2 separate regions of the Mus musculus genome follow, and region 1 is linked to region 2. Evidence: chromatin contacts called from public HiChIP or PLAC-seq data. All regions are on one chromosome and are shown on one strand. The core of a region is the stretch at or near the end of the contact, and the rest is flanking DNA. Distances in the headings are between cores, read along the strand shown.

Region 1 (6,898 bases), core at 2,750-5,249, 81 kb after region 2:
CTCTTGGAAATCCTTCTGTATACTTTGTGAGAAAGTCTGAAAAGCAGATTTATAAATCAAGATAAAGATTGAACTATGTATGTACATAATTACCATTGAAAGATGGTAAGCCAATACTAACATATCATCAAGTGTCAATAGGTTGTTAAATGGAATTTAATGTAATGCTTTAATTGCTTTAAGTGTTGATTTAATTATCAATGATGCTGTAATTGAATAAAGCAAATTACATGGTAATGTGGATGATTTTAAATAAAGTATGTAACTTCATACATGGCCTGATAATAAAATTGAATTGCCTATCTAATCTACTTAACAATGATATAAGAACTTAAGTGTTTGATTATATTCTAAGATATCTTCTCAAAACAGCACTTTTGTAAAACACAATCTGATTTTTAAATACAAATTATCACCAAGTTCTTTCCACTAGTTCATATTGAAATCACATTTCCATACTAAATACTAAAATACACTAGGCAATGAATAAACCTAAAACACATTAATAAGACACATTTCTTTGACATAAAACACCTTACAGTGAGGGAAGGGTTAGATTAAATGCCGCTGTTAGAAGAAAATGGCCTCACTGTTGGTATAGCCAAAAATGGTGTTTTAAAAGGTATGACGTAAAAAGTGTATATAGGACCTGCCACGATACTTGTTCTTGACAACTTCTTTCTGGAATTTAATTATGGAGTGGGCTATCTTTCCACAAACTAGAAAAAAGGCAGACACAATAAATAGATTCCTTTTATTGAAGTTGAACCAATTTACCCTTATGGTATCAAAGCAAACAAACTAATTTTTATTAATTTTGATTACAAGAATTCTCTGCACAAAGCAAAATTACCATCAAGACAAATGTAGAAATGATACAAAAGGCATTAAACTCCACATGTCTCTGTACTTCACTGAGATAACATTTGGCTCTAGGTTTATTTATGTACCACCTTAGTTGAAACTGTGTCTCATTTAAGCATACAAATTACTAATCCTTTCAAGAGGAGTTATGGCAAGAAGAGAATGTACTCAATTAGTAAAATGAGAACTCCCGGCTTGAGAGAACATTAGCATAGTCTCTACAAACACTGGAGGTTGGTTGTGTGGAGAGATGGCTAAGATGATCACTACAGAATCCTCCTTAATCTGGATGCTCTTCTAAAGTCTTGGTATGTTTGCAACTGACAGATATAAACTTACAGAAAGTCTCCCAGTTCCTCAATACTTTCCAAAAACACTTGGCTCTCGCCTTAACCTAATGTTTACAGCCAGGCTGTACATACTTAGTTGGGTTGCGTGTTTCTTATTAAGCATGTATCCTCATCGATGCTAATATAAACTACTGCAAATCAAGAGACTAAGATGAAAACTGTGGAGTTTTACGACAATATTCCATCTTTGAAGAGACTGAACTTTTGCTAGTTCTTTCAGCCAAGCTACTAACATGCTCAAGAACATTTAATACTATGTACTTAGCCACTATCCTTCTGTGTGCTCAGCCTGTTTAAGTTTAATCCTCCTTTATGATAACAATGTAGTCAACCGGGCTGGTGAGATGGCTCAGCGGGTAAGAGCACTGACTGCTCTTCCAAAGGTCCTGAGTTCAAATCCCAGCAACATGGTGGCTCACAACCATCCTCAACGAGATCCGATGACTTCTTCTAGTGTGTCTGAAGACAGCTACAGTGTACTCACATATAACAATAAATGAATCTTTAAAAACAACAAAAATACCAAAAAAATGTAGCCAACCTTATAATGCTGTGGATTTCCCACGTATGTTGGAATTAGCTATTCCAACATAAGCTGAATGCATAATTTTAATCATATTATGTATTTGTCCATGGTCCTGACCCAGAATAATTTGTGAATATTCTGATCATCATTGCTGAAAGCAACCAACAGGTTGAAAGCAACCCCAAATAAAACATATTTACTATAAATATTGAATGCTAAATATGGATATAGTTTGATAACATGGTTTAGTTCTTTCCCAAACATTTTCTGTGCTATTTAATAAATGCAAAGCAAGGCCTTTGTTTGGGACAGACACAGAATGATATAGGCAAGCACAACTTGAAAGAGAGAAAGAAAGGAAGAAAAGACCAACCAGAGGACACTAGTAACTATTTTCCAGATACACTCTATTTCCAACCTCAAACCTTAAGACTAAAACTGATTTCCTCCTTCGAAAAGTTAAAACCTGAATACTTGGAAAAAAGTGTATTTTGTATGTATCCCCCAAACTGCTAAACATACAGATATGACAAGAAAATGGTAACAATACCAGGTGTCTCCCTCAACTGAAAGAGTCAGTGGACCAGGCAGGTTTCTAGATCATCCCCCTGAACAACAGTTTGGGTAAGACTATCATAATCTAAAGTAATGAAGAAACGTTAGCTTACTTGATGGTACTCAAAAGCACCAGGGAAAGACAGTAGTGGGATAAAAGCATAAAATAATAAATAATATTCTTCATATAGATAGGAGTGTTTTTTCACGTCTGTGGAGAATATCATTAGTCTCTCACTGACCTGGTACACTCAACATAACAATCTTTGAAATGGATTTTAAGTTTGTCTAAGTTTAACCAAATATACAAAATTGTATCACTATTCTACCACAGTAAAAAGCTAGTAATATTTTGTTATTATAGTTGTTTTAAATGTTATAGTAAATTACTCGAATTATTAAGGTAAATTTAAGACTGGCCTAAAGAAATTTGCAGTACCAGAAATAGAAAATCTATAAGGAAAATAGCCTTTGATGTTTGTAAAACTTTCAATATAATCAAAGGTCTTTTCTTTCTTAATTTACAGCCTAAAAGCCACAAAAGTTATTTACAACACGAAAATATAGCTCTAATTAATAAAAGTCAGTACATCTAGCTTAAGACATAACACATCACAAACAGTACTGAAATGCATTTTTCTTTGGAGGTTGTCCCAAAGGAAGTCTAGCTGTCAGAAAGAGGTACAAGGGCTGACAAAAGCAATCACGGGCTATCACTCTTTCTTTAGCTACACCGAAGTCTTTAACTATAAAAACATATGCTGTATCACTGAACAGCACAGGATGGCACTGGACCACTTCTTTCGGAGTAAAACTCGTTAAGGTTGCGGGGAGATTCTCAAAAAAAAAAAAAAAAAAAAAAAAAAAAGTTCTTGCTAGAGGGCCAAAGAGGGTTTTGAAACGCTAAAGGTCTGCTCCGCACGATCCTGACAATTACTAGTTGGCTGGGCCAGGACTCTCCCCGCACCCCAGGCCACGTCCCGCGCGGTCTCTAAAGAGAAAGTCCGACTGGCAACCATGACTTCCTTCGCTGAGTCCAACCGGCGAGGGGCTCACGGGCCAAACGAGCCGAGGAGAAATGGTGGGCTTGGGACGACCCCCGCCCCCACTGCCCTGCCCACCCCACCCACGCAGCCGAGGGGGCTCAGTGCACCCCAGCCAAGCCAGGCTGGCAGCTCCGCCGCCCAGCACGCACACGCCCGCGGGGCCCCCGGCGCCGTCCTCCGCGACTCGGGCCCACCCCCAGGGGTCCCGGCGCCATTTAGTTCCTCCAGCCCGCCGCCATTTTCCGCCCCCACCGGCTCGCCGCTGCGCCCCAGGGATCGCTCGGGAGTTCCAGCCGCCAGCGGCCGCTTGAGCCGGCGACGGAGACCGCGGGCGCGGCGTGCGGGGCCTGCCGCGGCGGCTAAGCGAAGCCCGGACTCCGACCCCGCCCGCGGCACCCAGCCGGCGACAGCCAAGGCCCGCGAAGGGGCCGGCTCGGCCGCACTGGGCGGAGCGGCTGCGGCGGAGGCCCGGACCTGAAGGTTCCATCGCACTTACTTCCTGTTTTGGGTCCGGGCACTTTGGAAGAACCAGGATGGAGGCTCCAAAAAATACCAGGATGGAGGAAGCAGCCGCGGGAGAGAGTGGCTGCAGCTGGGGTGAGCGAGCGCAACCAGCCACCGGAAACGGAGCCGCGAGGCCGCGCCCCGCCCCCGCCCTCCCAGCACCCCCCCTGCGGCCCGCCTCTCCTGGGGGGCGGGCCCGCGCGCCACCCCCGACGTCACTTCCGTCTGCGTCGGCAAGCTGATGGGTTGCTGCGGAATCGAGCGCCATTCTCAGCGAGCGATAGGGTCGGACGGTCGCCGTCGAGCTGTGGCGGGTGATAGACGTAAAGGAGGGTCTTTCCCTTGGCAGGCGTCTGCACCATCTGTCTTTTAGTTTCCGCAATCTCCGAAGCGAAGAGGGAGCGGTGTGTCTCTATAATTCTTGTGAAAGGTGACCTCCGTGAGTGTGACCTCGCTTTTAGGAGACTACAGTTCTTTATGCATTTAAAGTTCAGTGCTGGTAGCTATGCCGAGTGCAGCTCTATTTTCTGGATTCTTAGAGATGAACAAAATAGAAGCCCTGTTCCCATGCCAATCTTTAAGAATCAGGTTCATACATGAATAGATGCATTTTGACCATATTTACTCCTTCCTATCCACTCCAACTCCTCCCCGTGTTTTCCCTGACATGCCCCCGACTCAAATTCATGTCCTATTGTAGGGGTGTATTTCTGGGTACACACATGTAGCCCAGATGTACTTCAGTGTAGGGCTGCGCCCCGCTTGGACGTGGGAAAACAATCTGATCTCTTCAGGAAGGAAGTTGACTCTTCCTCAGCAGTCTTGACTGCTTGTAGCTCCCTAGCCAGAGATGGAACCTTGTTCGCCATCCATGCTGGAATGTGGAGTGGAGTGGTGGTATGCATGGGACCACAGCTGCTGAGTGGTGGGTGTTAAAACAGAAGTCTTCCCATTCCCCTGACTCTTTCAAGTTTTCTGCCCCCCATCTTCAGCAACGCTCCTATACCTTTGGTGTAAGGATTGCATTATAAAAACCCACTTAGGGATAGGCATTCTACAGTCACTTAACTGCACACTGGTCAGATGTGGTTTTCTGCCATAAACACTGCTACAAAAAGTGCAGACTCTATGATGAGAACATCAAAAAAGTTGCCTTTTGCCCCATGCTGGGCACAATTGTTCGAACCTATTAATTTCAGCAGAGAAGAGGTTGAGGCAGAAAGAAGACTGGATTTTGAGGCAGTGTTGGCTACATAGAACACATCTCAACCAAACCAAACCAACCCAAAAGTTCTAAGATACACAATTCTGAGCATTGGGGTTCCTATTGGTGTTGCTTTTATGATTCAGCAGATACACGTTATACTTTGCTTTCCTTTCACTACTAGTGATACACAAAGTCCCATTCCTAATCAAGAAGCTGTTTGCAAATGGTAGATCTGGGGAAAGGGAAAATCATTTTTTCCCCCCAGGGGAGTGAAATTAGATGTATCAGGCATACTCTTAAATCAAGCAAGGTTCATAGGAGTTGATGGCCAATGCAATTTGGAATCACAAGTTTTTTACAGCAGCTTTATTCACATTTGCCAAAACATGCAACCAACCAAGAGGCTAACCAGGAGGTGAATGAATAAACAAGCAGGCACATCTATTCAACAGAACTTTATTTGGCACTAAAGTAGTGAAGAATTAAAATATATGTTACGTAGTAAAGAAAAATCATCCAAAAATTGATGTATGCTAAGACTATGCCATTCTGATTGTCTTATTTTTCTACTGTTATGAAGAGACACCATGGTGAAGGCATTTTACAGAAGAAAGTTTTAATTGGGGCTTGCTTACAGTTTTAAATGATGAGTTTATAATCATCACGGACGGAGGGGAGCATGGCTGCAGGCAGGTAGGAATGGGGCTTGAACAGTCCTTGAGAGCTTACATTCTTAATTGCCGAGCCATTTGGGTATGTGTAGGCTTCTGAAAGCTCAAAGTCTGCACCCAGTGGCATGCCATTTCCAACAAGGCCACACCTAATCCTTCCCAAAGAATTTCACCAACCAGAGACCAGACATTCAAACATGTTAGCCTGCAGGGGCCATTCTCATTCAATCTGCCAGTGGTGATATTCTGTAAAGGGCATTGCTATGGAGACAGTAAAATTAGTGCATCCAGGGGTGGAGAAAATGAATAATGTGCGGGGGTTCCTATAGCATCAAGGGCTCTGTGTGCTGCTGAAATAGCATGCCTTTATAGTTGCAGCAAAACCCACAGGTCTGATAGATAAAATAGAATGAACTCTAACATAAACTATATCTTCTGTATTAATGGTGTGTCAGTATAGGTTCATTCGTTATAACAAATGCCCACTCTTGATTGTGTGTGTGTGTGTGGGAAGCCGTGAGGTATGTAGGAATTTTCTCTACTTCCTGCTTAATTTTGTGAATGTTAAAAAAAGTCTTTGTTAAAAAATGCTAAGAAAGGGCTAAATAACCCTGAACTTGAATAATGTAAGTCAACATTCTCTGTGTTCCTGTGTGTTGTTCATATGTGTTAAACTCATGTAATCAAATACTTAATTGAAGGTTCTACAAGTGAGTAACATTTTACTCAGGAACCAAATGCAGTTGTAGAGTGTGTCCAGGTCACACAAGCAAGGGGTACACTCAAAATTGTAGCCTACTCACCCTGCTCTATTTCAAAAATATACTTTGGCAAGTGTCACCTCATGATGAAAACAAAACATAGCCAGGAGCTGGAGAGATGGCTTAGTGGTTAAGATTACTGACTGCTCTTAATATATATATATATATATATATATATATATTTATAAATATCTTCACTAAGCCAAAGTAGTAGTCACACTTAAATTTCAGACTTCCAGCTTATTCTTATCCACAGAATCTTAGGTAAGCTTGCACTCTACTGACATACAAGATACGGAGGGAGACGTATGGAGGACAGGGTATAGAGCTTCCATGCCATCTTTAGATGTGTCACATTCCGAAAGTGTATATATCTTAAGATATCCAGAAGCGATTCAGAACCCTACCCTGGGT
Region 2 (7,680 bases), core at 1,752-4,251:
AAAGAAAAATTAAATGAAATATGCAAGAAAATGTATAGATCTGTAAAATATATTAAGCAGGGTAACAGACTCAAAAGTCACGTTCTCTCCCATATACAGATCGACTTACAATGTTTATGTGTGCGGATATAAATGGAGGTGAGTGTGGGTGTGAGCAATGGAACTAGAAAGACCACAAGGGGAGGAAATGGAAGGTGGGAAGGACAGCAAGACACAGTCAACACAGAAGTGGAGGCTATGATCAGTGGTGGGTGTATAAATAATTCAGGAAAATGGGGGAGACATGAGAAGAAGAAGCAACAAAAACAAATTGTGTTAGAAAATGTCATAATAGGGCAGATGAAATGACTCCACTGGTAAAGTTATCTTGACCTCCACACATGTGTATACACACACACACACACACACACACACACACACACACACAGAAGGGGGGGGGAGAGAAAGAAAGTATATGTAATTTTAGAATGTTTCAAAGAAAATGCTACAATAAAACACAGTGTCGTGTACACTAATTTAAAATTTTTAAATGTCAAACAATGATGACTAACTATAGAGTTGTGGTAATAGTATCTTTGAGACTTTTATATTTTTATTTTTTGTATATATATACACATACATATATACATACACACACATATATATTATACACACACACACACATATATATATATATATATATACATACTTGAATACACCACACACACATAATATATATATATATATATATATATATATATATATATATATATATATACTTGAATACACCACACACACATATGTCTATACATACACCTTGACATAAGTGTACCCATGTAAAACTCAGAGGTCCCAGAGACTGAACTCAATCATCAGGCATAGCAGCAAACACCACTACCCACTGAGTCATCTCACACACACATTGACCCGAAGTCTTTGAAAAAAAAAATGTTAAGTCACAACCTTGCCCATCCATAAGAGATCAAATGTCAGCTGGCTCCTACCAGTATAGCTGTGCAGGTGGGCATGGATTTCAGTATCATCTCAGTTGGTAAAGATCATATACACACACACACACACACACACACATATACACATATATATATGTATGTATGTATATGTGTATATATATATATACATATATATATATATATATATACATACATATATATATATACACACACACATTGCTGTACATAAACACATAGGAAACAAAAATGTCATGAAACAATATTCAATGTTTGTAAATATCATGCACTATTGTATTCAGTTCTATGCTCCATTCTTAAACTTCTAGGTGTCAGCTTCTCATTGATTTTGTCATCCTATGTTAATGCATTCTTAAGACAATCCTCAAGGAAAACCAAGGTTCTTGTCATGAATAAAGTATCCGAGAGAGGGTACCACAATTCTAGCTAGAGCACACCATCCTGAGGGCCTGCCATTGGCGAGCAAGTGAAGGGATGTTGAAGCTGTTTGTAGGAATAGAAAAATGGACCAGGAGTTGGCACCTAACCTAGAGTAGCTAGTAGCTAGTCTTACTCTTGCTATCAGAAAGCCTGGCCCTGTTATAGAATGATGGGCTCCACCAGACTCAGTGCCCTGTATAAGTAGAAAGTATTGTAAGCCTTAGTTAGTTGGTGAAGTAGGAGAAGATGAATACCCTCAATATAGGAAAGGGATGGAATGAAGGAAAATGCACTGGGCGAGCTGTGTTTATGGCAGAATGGTGGTGTGAGCATGTGTGCTTCACAAGTAATCTTCTTCTGTAAATAAATGAATCCTAATGTTTCTTAGTGCAGTGAGGATTTTAGGGAACAAGACTGTTGAGGTGCACCTGGCCTGCCAGTATGAAGTTGGACAGTCCTCTGAGATAGGGATGGGGAGGAGTATAGGAAAGATGACTCAGAGGAAAAAATATATAGGAGGGTTGTCCAGTGAGTACGGCAGCCTCGAGTTTAATTCTCATAGGCTTTATATACTTTATGTTGTCATGGGAAACAAAGTCCAAAGCTAGCAGAAACAATGGTTGATGTGCATTGGATATCTGTTCCCATCTGGAAGCCTCCCTGTTCTTTTACCAAGATTAATAGAATGTTCAGCCCCTCACCTTGAACGTGTGTCAGCAGGCCAGGAAATCTGCCAGCAGACCCCAACCTGCCTTGACTCTGCCTGACAGGCAGGCTTCCACAGAATTAGACAAAATGGCTCCTGACATTAAAGACAACAGCTCAAGGTTGCCAACATACCCAGAAAATGTTCCAATATTTTTGCAACAAGGGACTTTGGCTACAAGGAAATTTTGAGACAAATGTCCTGAAGAATGATTTACATATGGAGCCACCATATGTAAAGCAGGGTAGAGAGGCCAGGGCCTCCTGGTGTTGGAAGCTGACTGTAGCTGAGGTAGAGGAGAACAGAAAGCAGAGAGCAGAGAGCAAAGAGCAGAGCATTCCATCAAAGGGCTCACACATTTGAAAGAACTCAGTGAAGACTTTGTGATTTTTTTTTACATAAAAAGTATGAAATGTTTGTTATGTAAAGAGATATAATTTGTGTTGATTATGAAGCATGGCAATAAAACAAATGCATATTTATAACTAAGCTTTAAAAACTAGAACATGAGTAATATCTTTGAGAGTCTCACATGTCCCTGAATCTGTCACAGTCCTCCACTTCCAGATGGCACTTTGGACTTTCATGTTAATATTTCACCTATGTAGATCTCTATAACAGGAATCTCACAACCATAGCACAGGGCATCCCTAATCTAATTTATGATGAGAGTCAGCATATAATGAGAGTAAAAAGGCAACTTCAATGTATATGGCATATTACTAATACTTATTTAGATTTATTAGCCCTGCATAAAGAGGTTGTGGATTTAAGAAATGCAAAGCCTTTGTCTTTTGATGCTGCTAGCATTGCAAATGATATTCTGAAAAAAATTACAGGCTGTGTTGCCTTCATGGCCCTTGTTTACACCTCTCTTATTGGGTGTGACGGGACTTGGCTCTATGATCCTTTTTTTTTTTAAAGATTTATTTATTATATATAAGTACACTGCAGCCGTCCTCAAACATTCCATAAGAGAGCGTCAGATCACATTATGGATGGTTGTGAGTCACCATGTGGTTGCTGGAACTTGAACTCAGGACCTTCAGAAGAGCAGTCAGTGCTCTTAACCGCTAAGCCATCTCTCCAGCCCCCTTATGATCCTTTTTATGGCATGTCTGTTACCTGTTCTTTAGAGAGGAATCATCAGAGCTTTTACAGATGTCAAAGCAGAGTTACACAAATCAAGCTCCAGAAGAAGTCTTTCCTAGCAGAAGTTGGTAGTCAATGACAGGTAAGGTCATCTTGAAAACTTTCTAATTTATAGTGAGATAACCTTCTCAACCTAAGAAAGGCCACGAGATACAAGATTACTCATGTGCCAATGACAGGTAAAAGCAGTGTTTTTAGATGGCAACCTAAGACAGGCACGACTTTCTGCTCTGTGACTGATAAGGTGTGCAGCTCTTACAGATAAAAAGTCAGGTAAGATTCTCTCAGTGGTAGATCAACCTAAGATAGGGCATGAATGCTAGGATTCATGTACTGATGACGGATAAGGTCCACACCTCCTGAGGGGATGCCTAAGACAGGCCCAGTCTTTCTGTGCCAATAGGTGAAACAGCTTTGGCTTATATAGATTAGAAAAGGGGGTGTGGGAGACATGTAGGGAGCACAGCTAGAGATAACTTTGGCTGACTTCTTGCTTATGATTAATCCTGAAAGAGTCTACTAACATCTGTCTTTTGTTTTAATTAAGACATGCATTATATTCTGCCAAGTTCCTCAGTTTACACATATGTCCTTGAGAGACTGTCCAAGCCTGAAGGAAATGGCCTTAGTCAAACATAGATACTATGTACCATAACTCACCATGTAAGCATTTGTGGTCATTGTTTCCTGGAATTGGTCATGCTTTCTGTTGCTTGTCTTTAAAAGATACTGAGGAAATACACTCGCTGCTGGAGTAGTATTGACCAGTAGCCCTCCCATATCTGTCTCTTGCATCTTCTTTCTGCCTTTCCTATAATCATCCTCACTGACCCAGTCATGGTTTTCATGTTGACTGACCGGCAGGCTCTGAGAGCATCTTTACCACATGCACTCTGGGAAGATGTAAACATTCCATCTCTCATAGTTCACAAAGTTTTGATGTTTCACAAAACTTTACTCAGGCTCCTGAAACTTAAGAACCCTCTACCTTATATATCAAAGCCCGTCATTTGTTGGTTTTCTCATCCTCCACCAACCCTGGGTAATGTCTGATCATCTTGGTCTGTCCTCAGCAAGAATCTATCCCAGTTTATAGCTGTTTGATCTATTTACTCCTGATAATACCACTTGGTGAATTTCTATTCACTGAGTTACATTCTGCTCCTTAGCTGTAAATCCCTACTTCGTAATGCATTCAGAACTGAGACCAGTCTTTCTCTCCCACTGAAGAACCCCATTATTGGTATACTTGATTCAGAATAAAATTTTCCTCAGTTTGTGATTGAATAATCTTCCACAAGTATTTGGGTTGGGAGGGCTAGAGGGGCTGGACATTGAACTCAAGACTATACGTAGTGTAGGCAGCAGAAATCTACTACTGCTACATCTTCAACCCTTGGTGTATGTTTTTTTTTTCACACAGCCACAATCACAGGTTTGGTGTGACAGATCTTTGAGATCACAGTGTCAGAAAACCTGTTAGTGAAAGAAGGTGTTTGCATTAGAGATTTAGAGACTGTGCTCATATTGGTATTAAAATGGGATGAGAAAGCAGCATACTGGGTGGTATAGATGGGGTTCCTCCCCTCCTGTATTCTCAGAGCTAATAACTTTTCCCCAAATAAAGCTCAGGAACATATGTTTGCTCTCATTGCAAAGCCATAGGGAGTGGTGCTAAGATTTTCATTGCTAAGAAGACAAATAACTTAAGGAAAAAAGTATGAATACTGCTGAACATATTACAAAATAATTTCTTTTTAAAATCTGTGTGTGTGTGTCCGTGCGCGTGCGCGTGTGCGTGTGTGTGCGCGTGTGTGTGTGTGTGTGTGTGCGTGCGTGTGTGTGCGCACGCGTGTGCGTGTGCGTGTGCGTGTAGAGGTCAGAATAGGGAAGCAGCCCCACAGGAGCTGGAGTCACAGGTAGCTGTGAGCCACCTGATACAGTGCTGAGAACTAAACTCTGTAATACATGCTCCTCTCCTGAGGGGGTCTTTGCTAACACCATGGCAGCAGAATGTTAATCCACATGAGTCAAGAAGGAAGCCTGGTTTAACACAGTTCAGTTTCGGGAATTAGTTTAAACTTCAAAAGTCTAACACTGGGATACTTTATTTTAGACATATTTAAACACAGCACAATCTGGACAAAAAATTTCCTGGTGACAAGTACTCAATCTCATGTGTACAACAAAGCTTAAGACCTGACTTCATCAACACTCTTGTAAAGAGCAAGTGCCATCTTCCAGAAAGGTAGGTTCTATAGACTCACTGAGAAAATGGGAGCAAGATAAACAATGCTTCGGACAAGAGGCTCGGGGACTTTAGCAATGACTAAGATGAACGAACTCAAGATAAAGGTCTGGAAGTAGACTCGGAGTGCCCTGGCCACACAGGCAGGACAGAAGTCACCAGGCTGTTGTCCACTTCTACTCCCAGCCTTCTGGGTAGAATCCAAGCTACAAATCTCTCCCTTTGGAGAGAGAACAAGACATGTTTAACATTCCCAGTTCCCCAGTGCTTGTCTGTGAGCACAGGAAGCTACAGGCCTCCTACAGTAACCACTGAGCCACCTCTCCAACCCCAAGAAAATCTGTGTTTGCTTTACTTCCCAATCTTACCATTCTTAAAAGTTAAAATCTCAAAAGTTGTTAGGAAGATGAAACAAATTGACCTCGAAACCTGTTTTGCAATGTTTTATTTATTTTTAACTAAACAGTCATTAGTAAAGATGGCAAAACAATGAGTTTTCACTCTGGGTTTCTTTGTTCCTTTATTTTATTTTTCTGTATTTATATGTGGTGTTCTCTCTCTCTCTCTCTTTGTGCGCGCTTGTGTGTGTGTGTGTGTGTGTGTGTGTGTGGTGTATGTGGTTCCAGCTGTATGTGTAAGTATGGAGACCAGATATCAACTGGACTTTTCATCCTCTATTGCTCCCTAGCTTAAGTTTTGGAGCAGGATCTCTCACTGAACCTGGAGATCACTCATTAGTTAACCTGGATAGCTTGACCATTGAACCCCAAGGAATCTCTTGCTTCCTAGATGAGAATATAAGCATGTACCATCACACTCACTTATGTATAGATGCTAAGAAACAGAAATTGAGTCCTCGTATTTGAGTATTGAACACTTTACCAACAGAGCCAGCCTCCCAGGTGCTGCTGTGCTGCGTCTCTACACTTAGGAAGTCAAAGAGCTATAATGCCTCTCAGGTCACCTGCAGGCAGCCACAGAGGCTGAGAGCTGGTTACTGCAGCAACCTGTCATGCTTAGAAGACTGTTTTAGAGCCATCCCTCTTAGTCTGTCCACCCCTTTCTTCAAGCCTTAGGGGTTAGGGATGTGACACATAGATGTCTCACTTATAGCTGAGTACTCCACAGACCCCTTAGTCTCTGCCCTTTGACCAGACTGAACATCACAATATGGCAAGCAGTACCATTTACTTCTTCATATTCATTTATATTTCACTATGAACATTGTTTTTTAAGCAGTAAGGTTGTATTGCCTTGTCATCTTAAAAATAAACAGGTGGCATTATCCTAAGAAAAGATGTGTGATTGCTCCATTGTTGTGTCTATTTAGAGAGTAACTGTGGGAAGGCAAGGCTGTCAGGTTTGGGCTTCACCGTATTGTGCTGTTCCTTACTGTGCTTCAGGATAAAAACATCAATTTACCATGGAGACTTTGTTTTTGAAAGAGACTTTAAACACCCCTCAACACAGAGAGGAGGGGAGAGAAGAAAAGAGAGGACTTATTTGAAAGGTCTACTTAAGAGTCTATTTAGCCATATCTGTGAGCAAGGCAGAAAAGAAAGAGGAGACTAAAGGGACCTGGGAAAATGGGGAAGTCCCTCAGCCTGAGAGATACTTTTCCTGGTGGCTGAGAGTCAAAAAAATTGAATACAGTTGATGAAGCCAAGATTGCCTGCAGAGATAATAATGCCTTCTTTCCCAAAGACATTTCAACAACAAATGAACTATGTTTCTATAGACCCAGCTTGTTCCTGCCCTTAAGTTTTATACGCATTCTTCTCTCATCTCTAAATCTTAAACAACATTCCTCACAAAACATCTTACAACTGCATTTACAAACCTCACAAGATTAGCTTGCTTAATTTTCCAACCTTATTGAAATTCTATTCTCTGAGCAAGAAGCCTGCACCCATGTCTTGCTGTGTACTGTTCTTTCTCTCTCTCGCTCTTTCTCGCTCTCTCTCTCCCATGATGAAGTATAAAATCTGTACTATCACTTAACCTAATAAACATAATGACTTTGCTTTACTTTGACTAATCCTGAAATTCTTTTCTGTAGCATAGTTAAGGACTTAGCTTACCCCAAGTGGTGTTCCCCCAGGGGTAACTCACATGTTGGAGTGGACCACAGCTGCATCTTTTTAAGATGGCTGACAAAGGGAGTGGCTTCAATGAATACATTTTAA

What was found. HiChIP or PLAC-seq counts read pairs in DNA pulled down with a chosen protein or histone mark.
Region 1: a contact with region 2 is called in an H3K4me3 HiChIP or PLAC-seq map of intestinal villus epithelium, with 8 read pairs. The contact joins the promoter of Dmtf1 here to the enhancer-like site in region 2. A contact is called at or near these places in 1 of 484 Hi-C or Micro-C datasets (MC3T3-E1-derived osteoblasts), 2 of 115 datasets of contacts at active chromatin or transcription factors (intestinal villus epithelium and large pre-B cells) and 3 of 9 other capture datasets (adipose tissue, liver and pancreatic islet).

Annotation. Positions count from the first base shown.
Region 1 is chr5:9,157,777-9,164,674 of GRCm38.p6, forward strand. Dmtf1 (cyclin D binding myb-like transcription factor 1) reads right to left here and starts at 4,000. Exons shown (of 18, transcript NM_011806.3): 1 at 3,838-4,000. It overlaps Gm46901 (predicted gene, 46901), which reads right to left and starts at 3,134. Exons shown (of 1, transcript NR_166570.1): 1 at 741-3,134.
Region 2 is chr5:9,077,605-9,085,284 of GRCm38.p6, forward strand. It overlaps Gm31449 (a long non-coding RNA gene), which reads left to right. Exons shown (of 5, transcript XR_868245.2): 2 at 3,231-3,328; 3 at 5,363-5,494. Among named protein-coding and RNA genes, the nearest start is that of Gm31449, 7.7 kb to the left of the region's middle. Within about 2 kb of position 3,002, at least 5 of the 459 cell types and tissues checked have an H3K27ac peak or open chromatin away from gene starts, as enhancers often do. A contact at or near this core is called in intestinal villus epithelium, where this site is marked.